2 separate regions of the Mus musculus genome follow, and region 1 is linked to region 2. The links are chromatin contacts, called in public HiCAR-type maps. All regions are on one chromosome and are shown on one strand. The core of a region is the stretch at or near the end of the contact, and the rest is flanking DNA. Distances in the headings are between cores, read along the strand shown. Region 1 overlaps Nrxn1 (neurexin I). Region 2 overlaps Lhcgr (luteinizing hormone/choriogonadotropin receptor).

The links. HiCAR-type assays count read pairs that join an accessible place to other places.
Region 1: a contact with region 2 is called in a HiCAR-type map of astrocytes, with 4 times the contacts expected there. The contact joins two enhancer-like sites. A contact is called at or near these places in 1 of 39 promoter capture datasets (hippocampal neurons) and 1 of 115 datasets of contacts at active chromatin or transcription factors (astrocytes).

What each region holds. Positions count from the first base shown.
Region 1 is chr17:91,081,983-91,088,157 of GRCm38.p6, forward strand. Nrxn1 (neurexin I) reads right to left here. Exons shown (of 23, transcript NM_020252.3): 2 at 5,973-6,175. Among named protein-coding and RNA genes, the nearest start is that of Nrxn1, 7.7 kb to the right of the region's middle. Within about 2 kb of position 4,624, at least 17 of the 459 cell types and tissues checked have an H3K27ac peak or open chromatin away from gene starts, as enhancers often do. A contact at or near this core is called in astrocytes, where this site is marked.
Region 2 is chr17:88,760,479-88,766,283 of GRCm38.p6, forward strand. It overlaps Lhcgr (luteinizing hormone/choriogonadotropin receptor), which reads right to left. Exons shown (of 11, transcript NM_013582.3): 5 at 4,670-4,744; 6 at 4,504-4,581. Among named protein-coding and RNA genes, the nearest start is that of Lhcgr, 29 kb to the right of the region's middle. Within about 2 kb of position 3,758, at least 47 of the 459 cell types and tissues checked have an H3K27ac peak or open chromatin away from gene starts, as enhancers often do. A contact at or near this core is called in astrocytes, where this site is marked.

The DNA.
Region 1 (6,175 bases), core at 3,374-5,873, 2.3 Mb after region 2:
TACACTGTCGTTCGTATATATGAATAAAAATATAATTTATTAGTGATAACCATAACATCTGTTTTAAATTTAAAAATTATAAATCTCAAATATATTAGTAGCCTGCCTTCAGCAAATATATAACTAAATTTATTTTTAAATGAAAATCAAAAAAATTATAAATTTGATACAATTGCTTATGCTGGCCATTTAAAAGGCTCCTATTATAGATAAATAATAATACTATAGACGTTAAAGACAGTGAAAATTAATTTCTTGCTTTTTTTTTTTTGGCCAACTCCTGGGAATCCAACCCAGTGTTCGCAAAAGCTAAAAGTCTTTGGCTCTTGAGCTGCAGCCTCTGCCAAGCACAACTTTACACAAATGGTAAGTTGGAAAGAGTGCTATTTAAGTACAGGATTGAGGCAGAGTGCTGGCGTTATGTGAAGGGTATCAGACATTTAGAATTTTATGACTCGATAAATTCTAAGATTTTTTTTTTAAATTTTGAACCACAGCTTTAAAAGACACAACCTTAAAGCAACTGTATAAAACAGAAACAAAATCTTATTATCTCCATTATTTCCTTTATTCTTGCGCTGAAAGTTTACTGTTTTGTAATTCAGATTTCGTGTGCAAGTCCCCTTCAAGAAAAATGGCCTCAATGACAAGAAGGCTGGTGGTCCTGACAGAAACAAAAGGAGAAGCAAGCAGATACCACCCACTGCCCAGCTCTGTCACCCACCATTCTCTCTTTACAGACAGCAGCTTAATTTTCACAATGGTCATGTGAAGCAAATTCTGATCCTATACCAAATCCTACGTTGAAAAACAGAAAATCTTGAGCTTTTACATTTGTAATGTTTGGAAAGGCAAACCAGAAAGTATAAGCAATTCAGCCCCTAAACTAAAATCACTCAACAGAACAGACAAAGAAAACTCAAACTAATTCTATGGACCTATGGAATTCTAGAATGGTAACTATGTTGAGATCATTTTATACTTGTAAGTAAACAGAAATGTTTTACTGTCCCATAGTAAGACATATCCAGGATGTTTCACAGAAAAGGAGTCTATTCATGACCTTTGTCCTAGTCAAAGGTTTTCAACTTAGGTAACCAATCTTCCTGCTAAATGGCAGACCTCAAATAAAATTCTGGCAATTTCTCTGTATCATTCTCTTCAGTGTTTACAACTTAACTTAAAAAAATTATAAACATTTTAGGCTCCTGTTGAAACTGTAGAAATATTATACATAGTTACATTCCATTGTAAATGGATTCGGTTTACAGTGTAGCACCAGACAGCCAGTATGTGCTACTTTTTGTTAAAAAGACAAAATGACTACAATGTATCGTTCTTGGAGAGTGATACAATATGGTATTGCTGCTGTGTTCCAGAAGCCTATGGCATTCATTGGAATAGCCAAGAGAAACACACTGATAATTTATACAGTTAGGATCATGATTTTACAAGTGGATAACAGTGTCCTAAATAATAAATGAACTTAACTCTCTATACCCAACTAAGCCCTCGAAGATTCCAAGTTGCTTAAGACATGCTTATGATTTGAAGGATTCCAGTCAAGCACCTTTCCCCTCCACTTTCTCTAATAGTTTGGGCTACATCTTATTGTGGGTGCTTAACAACTGCTGCTGAGTGACAAACATAATTGAGTTTTAATTTCCTTTGGCCCCTTTCAATCTGTTTCATAAACATATCATTAGTAAAACAGAAATTTGAGGCTGCCATTTTCATCTCCTGTGCTCTATTCTTGTGTCTATGAAGCTTAAAATATTTGAATAGTTCAGCAAACCTAGGCAAGGCCTGTCTCTACTATGTTCTTGAATATGGACTGAGAGTTTCATTCAAAGAGGGCTCCTGCAAGTGGCATGGACTGTGCCACATTCTATACAGATTTCAGTACCTCTGAGTTTCCCTCAACTACGTCTTTCCATGTTTACCCAGCAAGTACCTCTCACACTTCAGCTTTAAGTTTAATGACCACACCTCAAGGGGATCGTGGATGAGGTTCACCTTTTAAAATTCCACACATCTTGTAGCCATTTTAATAAATATGTCCCTATTTTAGACTCATAAACATACACACATATATATAATATATAATAGTATGACTCCTCAGTAGAATATAGGATGGCTGATGAGGTAAGATCTACTTCTAAGTGTACTCACTATTACATTGCATAAGCCTAATGCTCTGGGATGTGCAAAGCAGTCAATCTATTCTTTATATAAAAGAAAGATGTATTATCACATATATGAATGTATCATCAAATCTCTGGTTTCAATAAATTACATAAAAGATCTAATTGAAGCAGTACTTCACTAAAGACATTTATTTACCACACTGCCATGCCCAATTATATTAAGCAATAATGTGTCTTTATATTAATTTAAGTAAGAAAACTGAAAGAAAATAGAATCACAACCTAGTTTGAAATTTTAACATGTGATCCTAAAATGTCTAGAACTTACTTAGATCTGGGGATCACAGATACAATTTACTGTCTTATTGATTGTCATTTTATCCTTAATTTTAAGATTGGTGGTCATGAAGTTCTCTAAGTTTTTGAAGCTCCTAGAAATCTATCACTATGCTTAAGTAGGAACTTATAAAATAATAATGACACTGACGCACTTAGATGAGTATAATCCAATGGAAAAAACTATGTGCCCCATAAGCATCCATCATTCAAGAAGGGTGACATTGTTAAGTAGTTGAGTTCTGAGGCTAATGTTCAGAGTCAGAAACATCAATGGTGCATAAGATATCAGTTTCTGTGGTCGTTTTATATGAATCTTTGTTCTTTGGAAAACACCTTAATCCTCCTCCCACCACACACACACACATACACACACACACACACACACACAGAGAGAGAGAGAGGGGGGGGAGTGGGAGGGGGAGGGGGAGAGGGAGGGGGAGGGGGAGGGGGGGAGGGGGAGGGGGAGAGGGAGAGGGAGAGGGAGAGGGAGAGGGAGAGGGAGAGAGAATAAACCTGAAGGATGTAAAACTTAGTACATGAGAAAAAAAACATGATTTGGAAATAAGGTGATTATGATCTGTTCTAGGCTCTGTCATTAACCTGAGCACAAAGCATAACTTTTCTGGTGTTTTCTCTCCAACAGTACATAATCATGTAGAAAAATCAATAAATCTTATTAAGCCACGTAAATACAGCAAGGATGAAACAGAACTCATTCAACAAAAATATTCTGGGAAGTCATAGGTACAGATTATATCAGACATTCTAGATGGGGAGGATAGAACCAGATTGTTATCACTAGATATCGTTACCATATTTTTATTCTTAATTGTTTCAAATAGAAGGCCACTACAATAAAATGAAATTCCAAAACTAAGTATAAAAGGATTGTAGTGACTGATATGCTTTAACTTTGTGCTTAATATTAGCTTAACTGTAATATTTCCTGAACACGGTCTGTAAGGAATATTTATTTATGTTTTTTAATTGGGTTTATAGAGAACGTAGTAATCAGGGTAAATACTGAATGCAGACAGAGCTTTGTTTACACTTGATCTGAATAGAAATCATCTCCCCCAGTTGTCATGCATGATTGGTGTTGGGAGAGGCATCCATTCCAATTAATTATTCAATAGTCACTTGACATACATGAAACAGAGAAAATAAGCCAAGCCAAGCCAATACTTCTGGGAAGACAGACTATGCCATAGTCATTCCACCTCCCATTTCTCTAACAATGAAAGGAATTCAGCCTTTTGTTTTCCTGCCATGGTGAGTGTATTCTCTTTCAGCTTAAATTTTCAAAATGAATGAATGTTCAGAACAATGCTGATGGACTGACTTCCTTGGGATGAGTTTTCTTAGGCATCAGATATTATAATGTCCCAATATTCCTCCTCTTAATTTCAAATCATGCACCTTACAGAAATAGCTATGCCTTTGCCAAAACAAAATGTATTTTGGATGCATCTTTTTCTGTTTCTTTTTAACATCACTTTTTTTGCAGGCTTTCTTCACTCTTAACTGTTTCTGATTATGCATGATCCTTGGTTCCCTACATTAAAATGCATAGAAATATTTTTAAAATTCATTTAAAACACTCTCCCACACAGTACAAGCTGTCATTGTGTCATGTTTGTTTCTTAATTTAAGAAAGAAAGTTATATTTCATTAAGTTGCCTTCTTTATCATTTAAAGTGGAATTAGGATGCCTAGAGAAGTATTTTTTTTCCATAAAAATAATATTTGCCATTCTCTATTAATCAGTATAAATGTAGGCAGCTTCAAGTTGTACAACTGAATTGATCTCTTATAGTTATCATAGTCATGATTTACAAGTCAGCTAGATTTGGTAGAGGAAAAGAATTGTTCTGTGTCATTTTTTTAAAAACATGAAATCTGATTTTATGTTCATGGAAATTCACCAGCAGAGCTGAAAGTATAGTGTGGGACACAGGGTCATCTCTAACTCCTTATACCAAAATACCTAACACAAACCCATATGAAAACAAAGCGTAGTTAATAATTCTTGGCCAACCCATCACTGTTCCCATGGAAGCTACAGACCACTCCTGAATAACATTTTTCCCCTCTAACTAAGTCCCTTTGCTGTTTAAGCTGTTACAAATTTCATCATGTCTTCCTTTCTTTTAAGGCCAAAAGAGAGAGCTGCCAAGTCTAATAAGAATTACAAAGGCTTGCTTCTCTCAACAGTATCAGCCAAAATTTAAAAAGTAAGAAAGAAACAAAACCAAGAAAAACAAAAACAATACCATACATTACACAATAAAATACAGCCACACAGAGCTTTTTGTCCCAGTCTTTTCAAGTCAGAAAAAATAATTTATCTTTGCACTACAACTATAAGGGCACTGGCTGCCCTGATTTTACCTAATGGAACGTACCAAGCCACCCATCCTGCTTAGCCTCTAACACATTCATGTTTCATCCTAGGAATACCACTTTCTGTTTAGAGGTTTTCCTGTAGTCATACAATTATATTTTCCTTGGTCACTGTCATAATAAATAAATGAATAAATGAATAAATAAATGAGTAAATAAATAACATGGAAGAGATACATAGAAAACAGAATTTTAGATGTAAAGTGGTGAAGATAATGCTTAGATGTACTTTGTTTATTTTAAGCCCTTAAGGACCACAGAAACAATTCGACTTCTGCTACTTAGATGAACGTCATCAGCTGACTATCCTTGGAAAAATCTCCTACCATGGCTCACATGCATCCTGTTTAATCTTCCTGATCCAGCAACACATAAACTGTTCTATTTTGTTACCAAGCACTTGTTAATCAAGGAATACATTGTCTCATCTCTAACATTCCTCAATGGTAGCTGAGCTATCTCACACTTGAAGAAACCAAAGAAATCAGAAAATTCTTCTTAAATATGACAAATTTGGGATTGGGACAGAACCATGGGAAACAATAGTTTCTAAAAAGCCTCCTGTTCGTCAAGAAAAAATCTCTCTTCCACACCAGGGTCAGGTCTTGGATTTGCAAAGGCACCCGGGCCCTATGGCCTGTCGAGTGTGCTGTGACCAGTAACCATATGGACAGCTCTACTGCAAGCCCACAGCTGCTCACTCTCCATCTAGTTTTCTCACCAAACACATGTTCAGTCAAACACATGTTCTGGACAGTTGTCAACAACCTTATAGTCAATGTCTGGATACTATGGCTACTGATGGTACAGGGCAGTAGAGGACCATTTAGGTAGGCAGTGGCCAAAGGATTTACAGGGACCTGCCAATGTTCCGCTGCGGGATTTTGTCCTTTGGGAGGAGGTCACATGGACACGGCCTCCCTCTGGAGATGTAGTCGGTGTGCCCCCTAAGAGGCTGCAGACGGAGGCAGCATGGTGGGGAGGGACAGGCCTTCACCCAGAGGCTTCCGGAGGAGGAAGGCCCCATGCACCGGCCTCCCTCCCAGCCCAGGCCGAGGCTCCGCGGGGTCGGGCAGGCCTTACCTTGGCTGCAGTCCTTGCCACGGAAGCCGGTCCTCGAGCAGTCGCATACGGCCTGGTCGTCGACCACGGAGCACACGCCCCCGTTGAGGCACACGCCGCCCTCGCCTTCTTCGCCCGCCTCGCATGGGCTCCCGCCACCGCTGTTGGGAGGCTCGTCGTCCAGCTTGACCTCGCCGCCGTCCACCGGCAGGGCCTGTGACGAG
Region 2 (5,805 bases), core at 2,508-5,007:
ACTCAAAGTGGTAGAATTACACCTCTGATGGGTTAGGACAAAGCATTCCTTCCCAGGGGTTCAGCAAAGCAAAGCTGTTTGTAGTTGCATGGAAACCCTTTCCTCTTTGCTGTGGTTTGCTACCCTGATCTTAGCTTTAAAAATTTTTTTCTTTATTATTATTTTATTTAGTGTCTATGGTTATTTTGCCTTCATGTATGTCTGTACACCACATTGTGTGTCTGGTACCCACAGAGTCCAGAAGAGGGCATCAGATATCCTGGAACTAGAGTTACAGACAGCTGTGAGCTGCCATGTAAGTGCTAAGAAATGAACCCTGGTCTTCTGGAAGAGCAGCCTTAACTGCTGGGCCACCTCTGCAGCCTGCACTTTCACTGTTGACACATGTCAGGATAGTGGCCTCAGAAAGCCAGCGGCACAGTAGATTTGTGGTCAAGTGTGCAGGCACTGAACCCAGCTGTCTGGGCTCTCCCATCCCACGTTGCTTCAAAGCCGAATTACTTTGGATACGTGACTTAACCTTTCATGCCTCAATTTCTTCATCCCCAAATAGGGATAATAGTAATAGTATCATCATTTTAAAGCTGTCGTGAGTAAACATATCAATCACTTAGAAGTACATTCTGGAACTCAACCAATGCAGTGGTCTCCAGCCCCCTGAATGGAGCAGAGAGAAAGGGGGTCTCTTTACAAGACTTGGACAGGATTTCTCTGAGCTCTAGGCCCATGTTGAACTGAGTTGTTACTTCCCTCCACTGTAGTGGGGCCTTTCTGATTCTGCAAAGTAGGCCCACTGGCCTGGACTGCGTCTCCAGTGCACTCACTGGGTTGGCCTTAGTTCCCCTCTGTCAGGGCTACTGTCATGCATTTCTTGTTTTTATTTTTGAATAATCTGGGTCATGCTTGGTGGAATTTTCTGGACTGTGGCTCCCTGTTTCCCTTGCAGCAGCAAGTGCTCTCTCTTCTCAGTGTACTGTGTTCAGCAGTACACAAAGTCTTGCCTTGATTAAAAGAATAGATTCGTTGGTTTGGAGAACCTGCGGACATGAGTGGGAGGCGTCATGCTGTCAGGCTCGCACAGCGCCCTCGCCCTCACAGCCTTTGAAAACATCTGGAGAGTCGCTTCAGATAAGGAGGGGGGCTTCCTTGGAACAGAGATGAGACAAAGGTCTCCCTGCTTCTCTGTCACAGTGGCATCCCCACACTTGTAGGCATTGTCTGTTCAGATATCAGTAATTGCAAATCAAACAGAGAGGATGGCATCTTTTCATTCCAAGTAAGATTCAGGAGTTAGAAATTAATTACAGATGATGCTGTACTTCTAAATGTCACTACCCCCTTGAGTAATTCTGGGGTGCTGTACAGTGCTTCCGGGCTTATATTAACAATGTTAGACATTCTCTTGGATCATGTGGCCACCTAGCTTTTGGCTGATTTCAAAGAAGAGAAGAGAGATTATGTTTGTGGATAGACAACGCCTGGCATTTTAGGTCTCTGCTTGCTGGTGGAAGACGTGTACACAACTTTCCTCCTTCCCTTCCTGTTTTTCTTTCTATTAAACCAAATGAGCATAGGAAAGCATCCTAAAGTGGGATACCACACTTACCCTTTGTCTCCTATATGGCTGGGGTTCCTTTAGCTGAGTAAGTCATTGTAGACAAAGTTCATTTTCAGCACGTGTCCTGGCAGGGGTTGTGTGGGTACCTGCTGCTGTCTGACTCACGTGTGCTGCTGTGAACCTGATTGTTATAATCTGGGTTCTCGGTTTCTATGATTCTCCCAGGCTCTGAGCTGCCTGAGCTGCCTGTCTTTCAGCAGGCCCGATCTGTTTGCATGCTCCCCTACCTCAGTCAAGTGCATGTCAAGTTACGTGACTTTACCATATGCCACGTTAAAGAAGATGGCAGGTTTCATAAAGAGAGGTGACAGTAATGGATTCTAATGTGGCAGATACAGTTTTGAGAAATCCACATTTCAAGTAATACTTAAAAAAAAAAACAGGCAGAGAGAACAAGGGAGAGCATGCAGGAGAAACGACGACAGCAAAGGAAGCCTCATTTAAAATGAGAAGTATTGGTTAGTAAGTACAGAAAAATGATGAGATGGACGCATAATCACTGTGTAATTCTCTTTGTCAGTCTTAAGAAACAACAGGTGCTAAAGGTTTGGCCAATGGCATGTCACAACTCAAAGAATCAATACGGTTGACTTGGGAAGAACAAAAAGAACGTACATATGATAGATCACTCTTAAGCAGTGGCCGAGTGCTGAGACAGTGTGACAAGATGTACTGCTTGGTTGATGACATGGCCCCCACAGTGCTCCTGTGGCAATATTTGGGCTGAATCTAGTCCCAGCAATGCAGGCAGATGAACTCAGACAACTTGCTTGAGCTCCTTGAGGGATCCAGAACTGAGCATAGCAGAACAAAGCAGAGGGACCTCCCAGGAGGAGAGGAGGCATGGAAGGGAAATGCATGAATGGAATCCTAAACTAATTTACTTCTCCAGTTTCTGTCCTGACTTCCCTCATAGCCTGACCGTGATTGGGATGTGTAAGTCAAATAAACTTCTTCCTTCCCGAGTTATGGCGTTTCACAGCAATACAAAGCAAAGTAGAATACCCGGGAAGGGAAAAGCTCAAATGAGGAATTGCCTAGATCAGACCCGTCTGTGGGCACATTTATGGGGCATTGTCTTGACTGATGATTGATATGAGAGGGCAATGCCCATTGTTGGCAGCACCATCCCGAAACCTGGGCTGAGGAAGAAAGCTGGTGGGGCACAGGCCTGGGAATGAGCCAGAGAATAAGTCATCACACTTCATCCCTCCATCTCTGTTGCTTTGAGTTCCCTTAGTAAAAGACTGATAACAGGAAGTGTAAGAAAATAAACCGTCCTCCCCCCGCCCCATTGCTTTTGCTCAGAGTGTTTTGTCACTAGAACAGCATTAACAAAACCCAAACTGCTGGAGATGGTCTCACCCAACTGACTTGCTCCGGGTTGTTAGTTTGAAGTGTTAATTGTGGATAATTGTGGCAATTGTGATAACTATGTGGTTGACATAGTGTGAGGGTACTTATATCTGTGAAAGGAGGCGTCACTAATCCCACTGAATAGAGATGGGGCCTGGGCTCAACCGGACTGACACTGCTTGGTTGGCTGTGTTTGGATCTGAGACTAACACTGAGGTGTCCAGTTGCCTTTGTACTGTGGTGTGTCATGGGTGCCGTCATAAATCTGGTCATATTTTACAGGATCTTAGGAAAAACAATTGGCATGACCTTCTCCTAACCTGAGGAGTTCAAGTGATGGTCAAGGCTGTTTGTTTTGTGTGATTGGCTGAACCCATCAGCATCCAGATTATTTTAAAAGTTGCACAGCTAAGTGCTGCTCCCTGGGGGGCAGGTTGAGTGGGTTGGGACATGTCAAGGTGGCCTCTTGAGATGTAATGAAAAGCCACAGTGGCTGTGAAGGGACATACAAGAATAATGCATAGTTTTAACCTTATCCCCTCAGAGCCTTTCCTGTACCACGAGAGGTGTTTTGTTTTCATTAAATGAGCTCACAGTTGGTAAAGATCTGGGTGGAGGTGGGCCAGACTGGTTCCATCAAGAGCAAAATCACAAATCCAGCTAATAATGAAAAGAGAAGGCTTGCTTTCATTATTTTCTAATTAAGGAGTTGAACTGTATAGCTGGGAAAATAAGGCTTTCCTCAGCAAGTATAATACCCTTTATCCAGCAGGGTGCTCCACATGACCCTTCACTTACACAAGGGCCCATTCAACTGAGAACAAGTGCTGAGCAAATGACTAATCACACCCCTGTGAGATGCAGGGCCGAGAACTGGGAGGGACATGGAACACAATGGCCCAAGAGCACTCTGGGCAGAGCGGAGTCTGGGGTTCCCATTAGCTTCAGAGGAGGGGCAATTACACCCTACTGGTGTGCACTGTTTCTCTTACAATCACATCCAACACCAGGCAATAGCCCTGCGAAACCAATACTACGCAGCTCTTTTGCATACATGCAGAATCCTGTCCATGGGAAAGGCTCTCTAGGAGCTCACAGTTCCCCATGAACTGTCCCAACATGTCTTGAAGGTCTACACCCTCCCACTCCTGTTTGGCTCCATCTCCATTAAATTCCCATACCCAATGAGGGGGTAATTCTTGATTCCTCATTAAGTTTAGGTCTAAATTGCTAGCAGTTTTATATTTTGATCTTTGAATAAAGGTCCAGCCTCCAAGAGTTACCCTTGAGCAGGAAGAACTTCACCCACAGGATGTCAATGTTGCCCATCCTCCGGACCCAGCAGTTTGTTGTCATGCTAGCATATGGCCCAGCAGCTGTCCCATACAACTTCCACAGTCAGCAGTCTAGATTAAGTCATCAGAGACTAAGGGATGTGGTGAATCACAGAGCCTAACGCTGACCTCAGACTAGAAGTGAGAGTTGCAGCAGCTTGTGTGGCAGAGCAAGAATCCAGAGGTTGTACTCACAGCGTGATGGACTCATTATTCATCCCTTGGAAAGCGTTCCCTGGTATGGTGGTTATGTATAAGTTATCACAGATTTCCCTTGGGGAAAGAAATGAGAAATATTTACTTCCCAAATTTTAGATGCAAATAGGAAATGGTTACGCATAGCAATCAGCCTGATACTTACAGAATGAAATTAAATTCAGAGGAAGAGATCTTCGAAACATCTGGGAGGGTCCGGATGCCTGTGTTACAGATGCTCCTGCGATTCAGGGCAGGGTGGTGATGCGGGCAGAGAGTATAAGCGATTATCGTTACGTTATGAATACAGAGGAGAACAGGAAGGCACTTGGCAGACACCGCTTTCACATGAAACTTTAGAATATTGCATTTGGCTTTCTGAGTTACACTTTTAGCTGGTGAAGACCATCAGAACTGAAAGGGCTCCATGGCTAGGAGAGGTCCCCGTAAGGGCTCCTCTTTAGAGGTTTAGGGCTGAGACCGTGCTTCTGGGTGTTTTGGCTTTGCATTTCCAGTCAGTCTTCCTTTAAAGCCATTGCATTTTCCTGTTGGATTGCAGTTCATTCCCTCCTGATAACGACTGTGCTCCATACTACAGATAGTTCCAGAAAGGAACTTTCTCCTTTTGGGCAGGTTTTAACTCAATCGTTGCAGGAAGATTAATGTTTTGAGAAACCTATACCCTTCATTATTAGAAACTTTACTTATCTACTTTGTGGTTCAGGAAGTTCTTCCTAGTATCTCATTGAAACCATTGAACATTCTTTTTTGTGGATGGAGACACTCAAGGCTTCTGCTTCTTATTTAACCTCTAAAGGAGAGAGCAACTCATGTGACAGTTGAAATTGAAGAACACTTCGTTATAAGAGTGAGACTCTGTCAGAGGCATGCAGGCTCTGGACTTCTGCCAGTGGAGTTTTAAGCCCAGTAGACATGTGCTCTAGACAACTGATAGGAGCTACCTGGCTCTCTGATGACAATGACCCCCAGCAGGTTTCTCTCTGGGCTTGATCATCTCCATGTTACTGTTAATTCATAGGAATGAATATGGTACAGGGATAAAGGTGTTCAGAGTCAATTCCTGCCTTGTCTACACTAGGGTTAGCAGGAGGTTCAGAATGTAGTCTGGACTTGAATTGGGGAGTCCCACATTTTGGGATTAAATGCTATTTATGAAAGTCAATTGGCTAATAAGAGGCCGTGCTGGTCAAATTTGGGTCTGGGTTATCCTTAATGCCTTCTAAAGTGGTGGATGTTTATGTGTCCAAGGTATCTTGGAGGTTGGGAAACATCTTGGGTTTA